2 separate regions of the Mus musculus genome follow, and region 1 is linked to region 2. A link is a contact called in public HiChIP or PLAC-seq data. All regions are on one chromosome and are shown on one strand. Each heading gives the region's core, a stretch centred on a gene start, on an enhancer-like site or on the middle of the called end of the contact. The rest is flanking DNA. Distances are from core to core; before and after follow the strand shown. Region 1 has its middle 130 kb from the start of Gm14055. Region 2 has its middle 18 kb from the start of Jag1.

What was found. HiChIP or PLAC-seq counts read pairs in DNA pulled down with a chosen protein or histone mark.
Region 1: a contact with region 2 is called in a FOXA1 HiChIP or PLAC-seq map of pancreatic cancer cells. The contact joins two enhancer-like sites. A contact is called at or near these places in 1 of 15 datasets of contacts at CTCF or cohesin (the NIH/3T3 cell line), 3 of 484 Hi-C or Micro-C datasets (nephron progenitors, peritoneal macrophages and uterus) and 1 of 115 datasets of contacts at active chromatin or transcription factors (pancreatic cancer cells).

What each region holds. Positions count from the first base shown.
Region 1 is chr2:137,412,394-137,415,191 of GRCm38.p6, forward strand. No RefSeq gene overlaps it. Among named protein-coding and RNA genes, the nearest start is that of Gm14055, 130 kb to the left of the region's middle. Within about 2 kb of position 1,323, at least 34 of the 459 cell types and tissues checked have an H3K27ac peak or open chromatin away from gene starts, as enhancers often do. A contact at or near this core is called in pancreatic cancer cells, where this site is marked.
Region 2 is chr2:137,133,035-137,135,734 of GRCm38.p6, forward strand. No RefSeq gene overlaps it. Among named protein-coding and RNA genes, the nearest start is that of Jag1, 18 kb to the left of the region's middle. Within about 2 kb of position 1,422, at least 17 of the 459 cell types and tissues checked have an H3K27ac peak or open chromatin away from gene starts, as enhancers often do. A contact at or near this core is called in pancreatic cancer cells, where this site is marked.

The sequences.
Region 1 (2,798 bases), core at 73-2,572, 280 kb after region 2:
TGTTGAAAAGTTCTCTATATTAGTATGTCTACCAAGTAGGAGACATAGAAGCCACAGAACTGGTCAGAGCAACGCATCTTTGAAAATGTAATAACATCTTAACAACATCCTCCATTCCTCCATTTACCGTGGTTTACAATCTTTAGCACTTAAGCCTTTGACTTGTCCTTATATTCTGTCGCTAATTCTACTTAGGTCTACAGCATGGGCCTGTGAGCTGCCCTCAGCAGTTGTTTATATCCTAATGATGAAAGTCGTGTGTAAAGTCAGATTGTCTACTGCTGCTTCCATACCAGAATCCTCTGGCCATCATACAATTTTAGCTTCTTTGCTGAGCATACAGCTCAGCCTATGCCACAGAATTATCCCATAATAATGAAGTAGGCGAGGTTATTGGGATGGATTCATAGCCTACCACATTGTCTCCGACTCTAATAAGTTAAGTGAGTTTCTCTTGTTAAGACACAGTAGCAAGTCTGATGCAAACAGGGCTGGCTCTTGCTGCTCTCTGGGCCTTGAGACTGCTAAGGGAAGAAAGCTGAACTTGTCTGCTAGACAGTCAGGTACACACCTGATAATCTACTGTGTGAACATAGCCTTCCTGGTTCACCTAGCTTCTAACACATGAGAGTATAGGAATGTTGCCCAAGCTGGCCCTGGCTGGAACTGCCCAGCTGATCTGTGAAGTGTTTGATAAATGGTTTAAATGGTTGTTATTTTAAAGGTAACAAAATGAGTTGGTGTAAAGAAAACTGTTAATTTTTTTGGTATACATTTCTGAAGTAATTTTCTTTAAACTGATTACCTAAAAGATAAATGCAATTATAAATGCAGGGATGGAGTGATACAATCTTTTCCATGTAGGGTATTTCTTAACATTTAGCATGACCTGTATCTGACTAAGAATGAAGGCTCCCCACAAAGGTGGCATCCCTCTATGAACTGTTTGGTAATTAACCAGGTTCTTGCAACTCTACTCCCTGGGCTCCAAAGAAACCTTAGCCACCCTTGCCAGTACAATCTATATTCTATAATAAAGGTTTCTAAAAGATCACTATCATAACCATGGTTACTCTGCTTATCACTCTCTGCATAGCACTTACAGTGGGCTGGGCTGGCTAGTGATGTGGCCTCATAAACAGCAAAGGTCACTGCAAAGCAAGGACCTGACTGGCAGAATCCAGAGCTCCTGTGTGAGACTTGGGTCTAGTACAAAGGAAACAAATTACCTAAGGAATGATTGCATGCCCTTGATCTACCGGATGTAGGTCCTTACCCACCTGACACTAGTGTTGACTTGCTAAAGAACACATTCCATCCGCAAGAGTCAGCAGGGAAACCCCTACCCTGGTCTGGCTCTGCTCTGATACATAGCAAGTGCTGCACAGTGGAGAGAAACTTTGCAAGCACAGGCGATGTTTAGACATTTCAGCCAGTACTTCTAAGCATTTATTTCTACAATTTCTTGGCAGATGAAAATGAGTCTCGGGGTATGGATAGTATGTAGGAGAGGATTAGGAAGCTGAAGATCTTCCCTCCCGGGTTCTGCCAGCTTCTGGATATATGAATATGACCAAGACATTGTCTTATGGAGATCCTCTACTTTATCATTGGTAAAATGAGCGGAACCATGGCTTTTCTTGGGGAATTTGCAACATATGAATTTTATTCAAATGCCTAAGTGAAAAGATTCTCCCCCAGAGCAGCACTCTAACTTACTGAAGTCACCAGGGAATATTGCTAAAGTGAACATTCTCTCAGGAACACTGGACCAGGGCCTGAAAAATGGTATTTTTTTATTGAGCTCCACTCCCAAGTAATGCTGATGCCGTGAGTCCATGGGTCACACTTGAAGTAGCAAGACCCCTCAGAATGTGGCTTGTGTGTTAATTTATGTTAATTTTGTATAGAAAATATGAGTACTTACTGGCAAATGAACTTGAATAGAAGCTTGAAAAGCTCAACTGACTTCAGTTTGATGCTTTTAAGCGTTTGGAAGCGATGATCCCTAAGATGCCATTTCTCACAGTGTAATCCATGTTTAAAGTAAAAGCTAATACTTGTCTGGACAGTAGACTGATTCCTAGAGAGACTCTCCTAATACTGCCAGTGTCATAGATAAAACGCATTTCAAGATTCCCCAAACCACGGCAAACAGAGGAAAATAACTAGAACTTCAAAGAGCTGTGGCAAGAGATCTAGGACCCAGGATCTAGGATCATCAGTTACCTGGTAAAATTCAGCAATGACTGGTAACACAAAGGTAAGAAGAAAAAGAAATCACATTTTGTTACATAAGCATGGCTTGAATTTTAACTGAACAGTGTGGCATACACCGGGAGTTGAGATAGTGTGCTAGCCTGATGCATCTTCTGCCTTTAGGCGATTGCGGTGAGGGTGTTAAGAAACTAGAGTAAGTTCTCAAATACAAGGCTTTAAAATAGTTTGTGGACAGTCTTGTTGTTGTTGTTGTTGTGGTGGTGGTGGTGGTGGTGGTGCAATTTATTCAATAGTGAGAGTCAGACACATGAAAGACTGTACTTCTCCTTCCTTCCTGAAGAAAAGGGGAATATGGATTTTCCTCTTGTTAAAGATGAATAGAAATGACTTTAGACTTTCGGAAAAGTTCCTCTGTATCCAGAAACCTTGTGTGACAAAAGCTTACAGAAACTGTGATATTATGAAAATTAGGAAAGTAATTAGTACAGTGCTCATAACATAGTTTACTGGAATTTCACTGTTTATTTTTTCTAATAAGGGTTTTTTGTTTGTTTGTTTTTTGTTTTGTTTGTAGTTTC
Region 2 (2,700 bases), core at 172-2,671:
TCTTTTGAGTAGGGTGGACGGGAAACTCAAGTCATGTATGTAAAGAACTTAGCTTGATTCTTGGCACATAAGTTCTCTACTTGTTTGAGATACCATTCCATTATCAGCTTAATGATGGTTTTTAGTAGTATACTATAGGGAGCTAAATTAACCTCAATTAAGGAGATATGAGTGATGTTTATTTTGAATAAGCAGACAGAAGTTAATAGGATCTAGAAGGGGAGTCCAATATGCTTACCTCTAAAAGCTTAGGACCTGTGGTCAGATCCCAACACCTATGTCAGAAAGCTGAGTGTAGCTGGATGTGCCCATAACACAAGTGTTATGGGGCCTGAAGATATGAGAATCCACAGGGCTTGGCATCTGCCAGCCTACCTCTGGGTTCAGTAAGAGACCCTGCCTCAAAGTACTAAAGTGGAGAATGATAAAGTAGACACCTAATGTTCTCCTTCGATCCTTGAGAGCTCAGGTGCAGCAACTAAAGAAATGTAGAATATATCAAAGAAAATAAGTCAAAAACAGCTGTTCTAAATCCATAATGATTGGTGCATTTGAACTCTGAGGCTCTTGATAGAGGAAGGAGTGTGAGTAGATAGCATACATAAATAGAAAGAGAGAAAGAGAGAGAGGGGGGGAGAGAGAGAGGGAGAGTGGGAGAGAGGGGGGGAGAGAGAGAGGGGGGGGGAGAGGGAGAGGGAGAGGGAGAGAGAGAGAGAGAGAAAGTAACCAAGGCCTGGGCAGTGTTTTATGCATACAATAATTGTTCATTGAAAAGATCTGTTGGGTTAATTCTGAGTCAAAATAGAAGCATCTAGGACATTGCTAACAGACTTGCTTCCACAGGAGAGGGAAGGAGAGTGGGGTCAGGTTTAGCAATGGAGAACTTAGCTCACCTGGGAAACAAAAAGGGAGCCAAGTGAGAAGGAGGTCTGTGTGTGTTTGTGAGGCCCATCCTAATAAGTAGGCAACTGAAGTCAAGTCTCCAACAAGGAAGCTGGCAGATAGCCTGTGCTTACTTGAGTCCTGCTTTAGGCCCTTGAACTTAGGTCCTGGAACCTGTTCTTTCTTCTCGTTGTCACAGGAAAAATGAAAAGGGTGGCAGGAAGAGTCCATTGTTCTCCCAGAGATCAAAGGTCATGCATACTTGTGGGCTTTATGTCTCCAGACCACAGCACAGGTGGCAGTGACTAACCTCATTTCATTCTGCGGACCGAGATACCCAGTCTCCTTAACCCGCCCTCCTGCAAACACTCTTCCTGTGATATACACAGTCTTTCTAGTGCTGGCCTCTCAGAGAGCTGCTGGATCAGTGGGTCTCAACCTTCCTAAGGCCACAACCCTTTAGTACAGTTCCTCACATTGTGGTGACCCCACCAGCCACGAAGTTAGCTTGTTGCTACTTCATAACTGTAGTTTTGCTACTTTTATGAATCATAATGTAAACATTTGCTATGAATGATATCTGATGAGCAACCCCTGAGGGTCACTGTGCTAGGTAGTTCCATAAAGTCCTTTTAGCTTGCCCTTGTCTGACCTAAGAAGGAATCACCTTGAGAAGCTGGTACATAGATTAGTTTCTCTCTCTCTCAGAGTTTGACTCAGAAAATCTTAGGGTAGAGCCCTGGAATTTGCTAGGCAAAAACTCTTTCCAGGTATCACCACTGCCTCAGCTGCTGCTGCTGTGGGATCCATGAACTGAAGGGCCCTAGCATAGTCCTGTGCCCCTTCCCTATTTCTATTAGCTCCCTCAGCCCTGGATCTTGAATGTGGAGTGCTGTCTATCTTCTAGGGGATAGGGTTAAACTTTAATAAACTCACCAGCTGGTGTTAGTTGGGATTCTATTTGAAAATGTAGCTTCTCGTTAGTAGGACTTTAGCATAGTTAGAGCAACATGTCCAAGTCCTTTTCAGAGGAGCCACTGCTTTTTAATGTCTTACCTGAGCACATGAGATATGAAACTGTAAGAGGCATATGAAGGGTCATGGGTAGCATTAAGACTTTGAACATGTAAAGTCTATAATAAGTGATTTTTCTGCTTTCTTCGCCTTCTGTTTTGCTGTTGTTTTGCACCCCTGGGATATTTTGGGAGATATTCCCTTCCTACTGACATTCTTAACAATCTTGTTCCCACTGCTGAGCGTCCTTTGAAGTTCCAGTCTTAAGACATTTCCAGCAAGGTGTCCCTTTACTTCATCTCCATCGTCTGAAATAAAATCCTCAGTTTGATTTAGTTAGGCTCTCACCCATCTTCTTTATCAGCCCTGAAAATAAAATTTGGAACATGTAAAGGTATCTTTACAAAGTGTGGCTTGTCATCTGAATGATCTGCTCCAACAAAGCCACTTTCACCACTGTCCTTTCTATATCCTGCACGTGAGTTTTTGAGGTTTGGTTTCCAAGGGGAAGTGATAAGGCTGTGCTCCTGCTCCTTGATGACTGGAGGCTATGTCTGTAGATGGCCATGTTGGGAAATCAAAGCAGCCCAGTGATGGGTGTAAGCAAGAGCATCTTAACTCCTATTTGGGCTTTGCAACTCCTTGACCACTGAGAAGACTCTAGTGCTCATAGCTCATATCTCACCAGCCCTGTGCTGGGAACCCGGCAGCCATACAGTATCTGCATTGGTTTCTCCTGTCCCACAGATGCGTGGTTCTTAGGCAACAGCTGGAGTTTATTTTGATCTCTGTCTTTTGAAGCCA